Regions from separate parts of the Hordeum vulgare genome. Here region 1 is linked to region 2. A link is a contact called in public Hi-C data. All regions are on one chromosome and are shown on one strand. Each heading gives the region's core, a stretch centred on a gene start, on an enhancer-like site or on the middle of the called end of the contact. The rest is flanking DNA. Distances are from core to core; before and after follow the strand shown. Region 1 holds the start of LOC123401974. Region 2 holds the start of LOC123402077 (protein S-acyltransferase 10).

The links. Hi-C and Micro-C count contacts between places; a contact is called where the count stands out from the background.
Region 1: a Hi-C map of seedling shows a contact between it and region 2, with 3 times the contacts expected there. The contact joins the promoter of LOC123401974 here to the promoter of LOC123402077 in region 2. A contact is called at or near these places in 2 of 6 Hi-C or Micro-C datasets (leaf and seedling).

Annotation. Positions count from the first base shown.
Region 1 is chr6H:428,472,644-428,478,302 of MorexV3_pseudomolecules_assembly, reverse strand. It overlaps LOC123401974, which reads right to left and starts at 1,910. Exons shown (of 1, transcript XM_045095839.1): 1 at 441-1,910. The coding sequence starts at 1,710. The coding sequence ends at 628.
Region 2 is chr6H:428,344,507-428,349,770 of MorexV3_pseudomolecules_assembly, reverse strand. LOC123402077 (protein S-acyltransferase 10) reads right to left here and starts at 2,210. Exons shown (of 11, transcript XM_045095943.1): 1 at 2,030-2,210; 2 at 1,800-1,914; 3 at 1,333-1,407; 4 at 1,173-1,244; 5 at 935-1,069; 6 at 795-828; 7 at 32-141. The coding sequence starts at 2,078.

The sequences.
Region 1 (5,659 bases), core at 661-3,160, 130 kb before region 2:
CCATCTCCTTGCTGTTGCCAGCCACGAACCCTGGCGGCCTGCCTCGCTGCCCCAGGACAGCATTGGACTTCAAACCTGAGGCTCCGCATAGATTATCTAAGCGGGAAAGGAAAACGGCCAGAACGGGGGGAGAAGATCAGAAGAGAACCACTGCCATAGCCACGACGGCGTTCAGATCATTCGATTGCCGTGATTGGCGCCAGCGTCGAGCGCCCTACGATCGAATCGTGCTGGAGAAAGCACGCCCAAGATCGCCATCCCGATCTCATATGATTCCATCCACGTGACCCCCCCATCCCAACCAAACCAACGTCCCAGCCAAAAGCGCGCGCGTGTCTGGTCTTGAACTCCCGCAGGCGGTTCATTCAGGCTGCGGCCTGCGTTGCCAATTGCCAAACGGTCGTTTCTGAAGATGTTTTTGAAAGGGAGATGCAGCAGAGTTTGCAACACAAAACGGAGATCTCTTTCACTTGGGCTGCAATTCTTGGTCTACCAGTAATAACAGTGCTAACCTAAACACAGGCAGAGGAGGCACCATTGTCATCTCAAAACTCCCCATTTCTATGTACAAATGTCACATAAGAAGAAATCTTGATGGCTCCAGCGGCTGGGGGTTCTTCTTCTTCTTCAGAAGCCTGGGCTGAGAATGTTGAGCAGGGAGACTCTGGTGTTGACGAGGGCCCGGAAGACGCTCTCGCCGCTGTTCTCCACGTCCGCGATGCACCGTCCGAGGTTGTCCATGCGCTCAAATGCCGCCTTCCGGTCCTCCTCCTCAGGGTCTAACTCGACCACGGCCGCGTCGGGCTGGGGCTGCTTGGCGGACGAGCCGTCGTCGTCGGCGTGCTGCTTGTTCGCCGACCGGCGCTTCGCACGCGACATCCAGCGCATCAGGTCGGCGACCCACCATATGCGCATGGACGAGGGCTTGGTGGTGACGACGTGGTGGCTGCTTCTTGGCGTGGCTGACGAGGAGGCGAACCTTGCGGGAGAGGGCATCCAGCACGGCGCGCTGACGACGTCGACGCGGGCCGTGGCGGCGGCGATGGACAGCGAGGACACGCCGGAGAAGACCGCGGCCGACGCAGACGCGACGGCGGCGGCCGCGTCCACGATGGCGGCGGCGAGAGCGGCCGCGTCCGACGGGAGGCCGGCGGGCGCGGGAGGCGGCGCCTTGCCGGCCACGGCGCGGGCGGAGGAGGCGATCCGCGGGAGGTCGCGGCCGGAGCGGCGAAGCCCGCGCGCGGCGGACGCGAGGCGCGCCGGGTCCTCGCGCCGCAGCGCCGCGCGCGCCTCGGCCTGGAGCGCGGTGAGCGCGACGAGCACGTCGCGGAAGCTGCCGTGCGCGTCGGCCAGGCGGAGGAAGTCGTCGAGCAGCCGCTCCGCGAAGGGCGAGCGGCCGAGCCGCCGCAGCGGCTCCTGGGCCTGCGGGTGGTGGAGCAGCTCGGAGAGCGACACCAGCACCCGGCCCAGCTGCTGCGCGGCCTCCGCGATGGAGCGCGCCGACGCCAGACCTAGACCCCCCGCCAGATCGCGCAGGGTGGCGACGTCCTCGTCGAGCTGGAGCACCAGAGGGTGGAAGCGGCAGGGCAGGCTCGCCGAGCGGACGCGGTAGCCGGCGCCGGCCGCGGACTTCCCGCTGGACCCCGAGGCCGCCGCCGGCGCGGACTTGGGCGCGGGGAACGAGATCGTGCGGCGGAAACCGACCACCATCCTGCTGCCGCTAGCTCGCAGCAGCGCCGCGGGCGGAATGGAGCCGATGGATCAACCTACGCGCGGCGGCGGGCGTGTTGCAGCTGGAGGAGAGGCGGAGATGGGGGGTGTTTTCTTTTCAAAAAGTGCGAAGTGAGATTCGGGAACGGGATGGAACGCCCGAGGGAGGAAGAAGCCGTGGATGGGGGTGGATCGATCGCACGGCCGGTCGTTATATAAGCAAAAGCAGGGGAGGTGCAAAGGGTGGAGGCGTGGAGCTGGGACGAGACCGGTTCTACTCTGCTCTGCCCTATAGGTTGGGCCCCGGTTGGCAGAATGGCATGGTTTGGTGGCGTTACGGGCGTAGTGAGTGCTCATGGTCCCTCCACAGCCTTCTCAAACCAAATATTTGTTTCTAAAATTGTTTTTAATACCAACTATTCTTAAATATAAGTCTTTTTAAAGATTTTTATAGAAGACTCTATATGTACTACTCTAATTTTATTTTGTATGTAGTCCCTTAGTAAAATATCTAAAAAGACCCATATTTAGAAACGAATGGAGTACAATGTACACAATATATGTGCGCGCCATATATGTCTTTACGGGCGTAGCGAGTGCTTTGTAAAGATTAAAGTATTATGGTGGTGTTTGCTTTTAAGGGATTATACTTTTTTTAGTTCCAGAGACTAAAGAAAAAAATCCCTTTAATAGAGTTTTTTTCTAATGCCTTTAGGAAAAGTCTCTTCTGTTTGGTTACCTCGGGACTAAAAGGTATTTTTTTAGTCTAGTCCCTGTAAACAAACATGGCCTATATTTTTTGTTAAATTGAATGAGAGAGAAGAGAAGAGAGAAGGAAAGCGGGCTACAGATTAACAGTCGTCTGTAGCACGGGCTCCAAAAAATATTGTGAGAATGTAAGGTGGATCATGTATTAATAAAATAATACATCTTAGCAACTTGTTATTATACGTGTTAACTGTTAGGTCGACTATATATGACATGACAACTCCTTATAGCCAGCAGTTGGCTACTTAGATGGTATCATGTATTTGGGACTAACAAACATGCTGATGTGGCAACCAATTAAAGATGAGAGAGAGGGTTACAGTAACATACGTAGATACTATAACATGTTAAATGATATGCTATTATGTGTCATGCATGTTAATAAATGAAGTCATCTATGATACGGAGTAATAGTTTACAATACTATGCATTATGAAGATAATATCATATAATATTATTATATCCATAATACTATTATATACCCACTACGACGAGTCTTATGGTCCCTCCACAACCTTCTCAAATCAAATATGTGTTTCTAAAATTGTTTTTAATACCAACTACTACTACACACTATATGTGTGCGTCATATTTACAGCTAGATCAAAGTTGAGAAGTCGTGAGAGCATCTTCAACCGGACTCCTCAATTTCCCTATAGGTACGGTCTCAATAAAAAAAGTCACCCAATTCACACCTCATGTTATAATTATGTTCTAAGTATTTTAGGAATACAACAGTTTTAAACTGCGCATCTTTCTAAACTAGATGTGATTACCTCGGTTTATTAGAATCTTTTGCTCGATGATTTGGATCTCCGTTAGGATCTTCACCCCGATTTTCTTTAAAAGAAGAAGATCTTCACTGTGATTTGACTCAATGAAACATATCAAAGTTAGATGGTCCTAGTTCAGTACACGATTAAAAATCACCATGGCATGCTAGACGAAGAACTAGAGACTCCGTTGGTGAACTAGTCTACTACAGTTTGCACGCAACGGTCGTTGGCTTACAAAATATGTACGTTTGCAACAACTAACGACACGTAATGGTAGTTTTTCAATACTTGGTTTTTACAATACTTTGTTACCAAACACAACATTAGTTCTTTTTGTAAAACTTAGCTCTTTTTTTCTAAAAACTTACTTCTTTTTTTGTAGAAACTTAGTTTTTTTTTTTGTAGAAACTTATTTTTTTTCTTATAGAAACTTTGTCCTTTTTTCTTGAAACTAAGTTCTTTTTTGTTGTAGAAACTAAGTTCTTTTTTGTTGTAGAAACTTAGTTTTTGCTAACATTTCTACGGTGCTTAATTATGTTCGAGTTCTTTTGTAGCTTTCCTTACAAGTTTTAATTTGCTTCTGTACATAATTCGAAACAACAGATATCAACAAATCAGCAAGCAACAACAAATCGATGGACAACGTGGAGAAGTGGAATCAGTGCAGATTATAGGGGGGGTAGAGTGGGGCATAAAAAAACTGGAAGAGGACAATACCGTACTAAAGAATGAAAGGGATAGTTTGCTCAGATAGGGTGCTAATGCCCTCACTAAGTCAAACAATCTCAGGGATCGGTTGACGAATGAGAGGGACATCCACAAGCTTCAGAAAAAAGAACTCGGGATAAAGAACGCTAACCTAAAGACAAATGTTGCTCACTTCAAAAAGATGAAGAGAGGTATAGGAAGAAGCTTCGCCAGCTGAGGATCATCCTTGATGAAGAGTAGTTTAATTATTTCCTTATATTTTCTGAAGTTTTAAACTCTAAAGTTTAATTATGAGTATGTTTAGTTGATCAATACTAAGTTTTAAACTCTGAAGTTTATAAGTATGTTTAGTTGATCAGTACCTTTTGCGAAGTTTAAGCTCTTTGTTTCTGAAGTAGTTTTTTTATTATCAATAGTGGAGGCGAGCAACATTGCATATACTGCTGGCGTAGGATTCAATGCCACCACTATTTTTTAACTGTGGTGCCATATTAATGGTGTCGGGTGTTCACGCCAGCAAGATCATTTTTGCCACACCATAGCTAAACTTTTCTGCAGTAGTGATGGCTTCTGCTCTCCGTTGTGCTCTAGTCCCTCATTGGCGAGTCGATGTGAAATCTTCTAACTTGACCTGGCCCATGGAAAACTAGAAAATCATTTGATTTGAGTTCGTATTTGTTCAAAGGAGTTCCAATCAGCAAATGTGACACTCGACCACCCATATGTCTCTCCTGGCGGATGTGCGCCTTGCGCTCTCGATTATGCCCACGTTGTTGTGATCCTAGTAACTCAAGATTTTTCTCAGTTGCGACATTGTACACAACTTTGGAATTTGTCGGATTTCGGGCTCCGCAAAACCCTAAGGATTCGAACACACGGGCGTGTACGGCGATCTCTCCCGGCTCGACTTTACCTAGCCCGCTACTCGATGGAAATGGTGAAGGACTCACTCGATGGTGAGGGAAACACAGAACACAACAGTTTACCCAGGTGCGGGCCACTGCGAAGCGTAAAAACCTACTCCTGCTTTTGATGGATTGCCTCTCATGGAGGTTGGTGGATGAACTAGTACAGTGCTCTCAAGCCTCCGGAGGCCAAGTGGCTAGGTGTGCTACCCTATGCTTGGAATGAACTCTCTTCGGTCTGTATGAACCCCTCTCTCAAGTATCCTACTCTCTATATTTATAGTGGAGGCCCGGGTCCTCTTCCTTATCGTTTCGGTGGGAAGGGATCCCACAATGGCCAATTTTAAAGGGGGACAAGGGAACGTGCTTCCCTTGTCAAAAGTGGTATTCGCCTGTAAAGTAGCTGCCAGCGCTGCAGACGTGGGCGCAGGGATGACACCCGTCCTGCGGGCGGGCAACCGTGGTCTTGTTGCACTGGAAGTGAAACCTTTGGAAGATGCCTTTGGGGCCCTGGTACGCTCCCACCTCATTTGCACTAAAGGGGAAATTGTCTTGTCCTGCCATCTATTGCTCGCCTGTCCTTCTATCGCGTTGATACGTCTCCAACGTATCTATAATTTTTTATGGTTCCATGCTATTATCTTGTCAAACTTTGGATGTTTTGTATGCCTTTTATATCTTTTTTGGGACTAACTTATTAACTAAGTGCCAAGTGCCAGTTCCTGTTTTTTCTGTGTTTTTGACCCTTTTTGAGAGGAGAATATTAAACAGAGTCCAAACGGAATAAAACTA
Region 2 (5,264 bases), core at 961-3,460:
TAATGCAGGAAATATACATGCCAAAACTCACCAAAAACGACAATGGTTCTTTTTGCCAATGCACGTTCCAAGCCAAACACAGTGATGGTCAAACTGAAGGACGCATTTATCACAATCATGGCAGTGCCTGGTACGAGGTGGCTGCAAAAGTGTAATGTAGAAAAAACTGAACTTAGACAATCAGGAAAAGCTTTACATGGAAGTTTGAATAGTAGGACGTAGGATCACACAGATCAGTGTGACACGGAGACATGTGGAAAGAAACTTTTTAGTAATGTACTATGAGCCAGTATTAATTCAATTTGTAGCATTCAAAGTCGTGTGCCCACCACTTTGCTAATTAGTTAGGAATTAGAAACCCCGACATGACATCAGGGTGTAGAAGACACTCAGGATGGTCTTAGGGAGCCTGAAGATACTCGTCATAGCCTTAGGGCACCTAAATGGGTCTTTAATAGACAATAAAATGAAACCATTTAGAGCAACAATAAGACGGAAAGGCTGCAAATAGACTACTTCAACTATATCATAGAACAATCAACTGTAGTCCTAATGCCTGAATTCTTATAGATCCACTTAACGACTCTTAAACAGTGACGCAAGGAGTTTATTTAAATACAGTCAAAGGTACGTGGACATAATTCATGGCTCACAAAACGCCTTGTTTTTCGTGCCACCAACTCACACTTGATGTGAAGTTCAATCTGATGATTTTATACAATGGACGTAGTGAACATTTGCATGCCGTAATTATGAAAGCTTTAGCACCATAGATTGAGAAGATAAAACAAAACCTGGATAATTTTGCAATATTGGCAAGTCCAATCCCTACAAAGAAAATATAGAAGAGTGTTAAACTAATATTATGACAGTGAGCAAACACAAGGATTTTACTACTCCATATACCCTAAAAAAACAAATTCTCGAGCTTTACCTGTTGCTTGACCCAGGAGGATAAAGATCCACAATTTGATGCAACCATGACGATGAAGAAGACATTGGTCTAAGTTTCTCTAGACCAGGCCGGTTTGTGGAGCACTTTAAGCTTCCATGTTTTGAACTGGATTGTCTTTTCTTAATCGTCAAAAACACACACACAAGAAAGTATAAGTATCAGTGTATACCTCCGATAGGTTGTCAACACTTCTATGCTATGGTGATTACGACATTACTTTGGAAGAGTGGCAGTATTGATGAAGGTTGCATGCATCCCACCACTGGCTTGCATTGCATCAATAACATAGCTGACGGCACAGGAGCCCCAAAGTCAGGCACTTATCAAATTCAATCGATCATGTGTATGATAACAAATTCAATAAGGCTATTCCATACCCTGGAGATGAACCAGCAGTGTAGAAGTATTGCGCTAAGGCGATCAGAACAAGCACACCATACACTCCAATATACCTGTAATAAAATGATACCAAATGGAGATCATCAGCAACAAAAAGAGAGAAACGGCACTACAAGAAACTACCAAATACCACTCAGGTATACAATTAAGTGCTTTGACTTCTGGGAAGGGCATGTTATCTCTACTGTGTAAAATTACGCGATTTATGCTTCATCATAACTGGTGGCACGCAGACGAGTAGCACGCGAGCACTCCAAAAGCTCATTTTCCTCATAGAACCATATCAGATCATATACAAGTTTAAAACAGGGGAAACGATCATTCGAGTGATACCTAGAGCTGGAACGAAGCTTCGAACGCCGCACAAATCGACAGCGCATATTAAATTTGGAATCGAACCAAGCAAAAATTGAACTGGTCGGCAAAAATAAGGTGGGAACTGTACCACGGCTCCTCGTGGATCCGCCTATCGAGGGTCGGATCGAGCAGGAAGACGGCGCCGACGAAGAACACGTGCATCAGGAGCACCATGGCCCTCAAGCCCAGGGGCGACCTCCTCGCTGCGCAAGAGAAACCCCAAAAACACTAGATCAGGAATCAAACACCCCGGACCAAATCGAGCTGAGGGGGGGGGGGGGGGGGGGGGGGGGGTGGGGGTCGGAAGGGATAACGTACTCCGATCGGAGAGGCGGGCGCCTGGCTCGGCGGCGGAGGAAGACGCCATTGGGGCCGCCGCGGTCGCATCCGACGGCGACGATGGTTAAGCGGGAGTGAGGAGGGCTACCGGCGTCGCGACTCTCGTGCTCCGGACACGACGTTTACCGGTGGAAGAAGCGGAAGCGGGGTCCGTTGGGGGTGGGGGACACGTGCCAGACATGACTATCTTGTCTTATTGATTGAAGTGGATGGGGTCCAGCTGGAAGTGGGAATAGGACGGTAAGGTGTAGTTGGGAACTCAGATCCACGTGAGATGCATGTATGAGAGCATATCCGCACACCCGCGTTAAAATAACCGTCGGTTGCAGGACCAAGAGTGTTTTACTACTCCCTCCGATTTCTAAATATAAGTCTTTTTAAAGAAATTTTACTAAAAGACTATTTCTAAATATAAGTCTTTTTAAAGAAATTTTACTAAAAGACTACTTCATCCGTTCTTAAATATAAGACTTTTAGAGAATTCACTATGGACTACATATGGAGCAAAATGAGTGAATCTATATTCTATAATATGTCTATATACATCCGTATGCAGTCCATAGTAAAATCTTTAAAAGGTCTTATATTTAAGAACAGAGGGAGTACATACGAAGCAAAATGATTGAATCTACACTTTAAAGTATGTCTATATACATTCGTATATAATTCTCTAGTGAAATCTCTTAAAAGACTTATATTTAGGAACGGAGGGAGTAAGATGCATGTATTTCTCGCTGAGAATGTATCGGTATGCTAGCGTCAAAATAATCGTCGGTTACAGGCCAGAGAGCGTTTTACCGTTTGATTAGATCCCGCAAAATCGTCCGTCTCAAAAAGAAATTGTGGTGTCCCCAATCGGCTGGCCCATTTTCTTCATATTGCGGGATTTCGCTAGTTTTGTTGGCTCCTCTTTCCTTTGGCGTGAATGCATTTTCGGTCGTTTCTGTTCCCGCCTCCGCTCTCCCCGTCGCCGGTGCACATCCTCGCCGTCTCTTGCTGCCCCGGCCCGCGTGCGCGTCTGGTAGCTCCGCTGCCCCGCGCCACATCAATTCCACCAAATTGGAGCGCAAGGGGGTGCCCATTTGTGTCCAAGGGCTCACGGTCAGCGTCGTCGTCATGGATCTGCCGAGGAGCTTGGCGTGTGACCTTGTAGTAGGCGGATCCAGTTGGTTCTGGGGACGGCGAGCCTCGAAATCGATGGGGATCGCCCGCATGCGCGGGGGGAAGGGGCTGCGAGGGGAGAAGAAAGGAGTAGTGCGGCTTTTCTTCGGACGATGGGGGAGAAGAAAGGGACGATGCAGCTTTGCTTCAAAGGCGACGCGACTTTGATTTGGGGATCGGTTTCGAGCGAGGTATGTCTAACACTAGGGAATTGTGTTTGATTTGGCTCGGTTGAGGTTTGGGCGAACTTCACGGGCGCTTCATGTGCATTTTGTAGATGGATTGGAGTTCGTCCTCGTCGTCTTCGTTCGATGATTCAAACATAGGAGAGACGATCCTCGACGACGATGACGGGAACCTAGTGTTGTTGCATCTCGTGGATGAATTTGAGAAGTGGCCGAGGAAAAAGCATTGCAGGTCCATGGTCTACCGACTATGCATTCTTAGCAATCGAGCTCTCAGCGACAAGTTGCTCATGAAGGACTACTTTGTCAAGGTACCGACATATCCGGCTTACCTACTTCGTAGGTGATACCAAATGCGTAGGTCTCTTTCCGTGCGCATCGTAGAAGCTTGAGCAGAATTGCTGCTTTTTCACTCGGGGTAGGAATGTCGCCGATTTGATTAGCTTTAGTGCATATCAAAAAATATCAACGGCGATGATAGTGATTGTATATGGTGTTCCCGCCGACTACATGGATGAATATCTTCGCATTGGAGAAGATGCCACCATCAAATGCGTATGTGTCTTTGCGAAGACAATTATCCCGTTTTTTGGACCGAAGTATCTACAGGCTCCGAACAAGGAAGACACGAAGAAGCTCATGGCAATGACAAAGAAAGAGGATGGTCGAGCATGCTAGGTGGTATTGATTGCATGCATTAGAGGTGGAAAAACTGCCCGGTGACTTGGGCAGGGCAATACACCGGACACAAACGAAAACCCACCATTGTGCTTGAAGCCATGGCTTCACAAGATCTATGGATTTACCATTGTTTCTTTGGTTTGTCGGGGTCTCTAAATGATATCAATGTTCTCCAACGATCTCATCTATTTTGCGTGTTGCTTGTAAACTGCATTGGGATATTCCTTGAAGAGGAGAGGAGATGCAACACAATAAAGATAAGTATTTCTCTCACTGAGAACCAAGGTTATTGTTAGTGCATCCAGTGCCGCCCCTTGTTGGTTTTGGAGTATTGAAGACATACATGGTTGAGGGACTAATGTGTTTGTGAGAGTTCACAGTATAATACAGTCCCTGGAGATTTAGTTTAACCGTCGAAGAGACCGCTAAAATTGTTTGAAGACACTGAAGATGGTTGAAGCCATTGGTGGAACGCGAAGATAATCGCTTGAAGGTAATGAAACATGAAGAAGAAGTCTTTTGGTTGTTTTGTTTTTTTCTTTCCTTAGTCATAGGAACCAATGTACTATTAAGTGGGGTCGAGGTCATCGAAGTGAGAAAATGACATGATGCGCAACCCATATACCCATGCATCGGTGTCAAAACCTGCAGATCTCGGGTAGGGGGTCCGAACTGTGGATCTTGTATCGATGGGTAACACGAGACAAAGGAGACGGTATTTACCCAGGTTGAGGCCCTCTTGATGGAGGTAAAACCCTACATCCTGCTCTTGTTTATATTGATGGTGGATTAGCCAGTACAAAGTTGATCTACCTCGAGATCATATGTTGTGGTCTAACCCCTTGGAATAATGATCTTAACCTGGCCTATGAACTAAAGCCCTCCGATTTATATAGATACCAGGGGTGCTAGGGTTACACAACGTCGTTTACATTAGGGAGGAAACATGCCAATTACCACGCGTCCATGGGGTGCACGCCAAGTCTCCGGAAGATTCCATATTGAATACAACATTGCTTTATTTTTGGGGAGTCCAACAATGAAAATAGGACACACCAGGAGTACGGCCCATAGAAATAGGTAAGCGGCGCGAGGAACCCTCAGCCCCGGACTCCCTCAATATCACTTGAACTACCCTCCAACGTTGTAGTCTTGACATCCACCTACTTCATGCGCCCAAAGTCTTT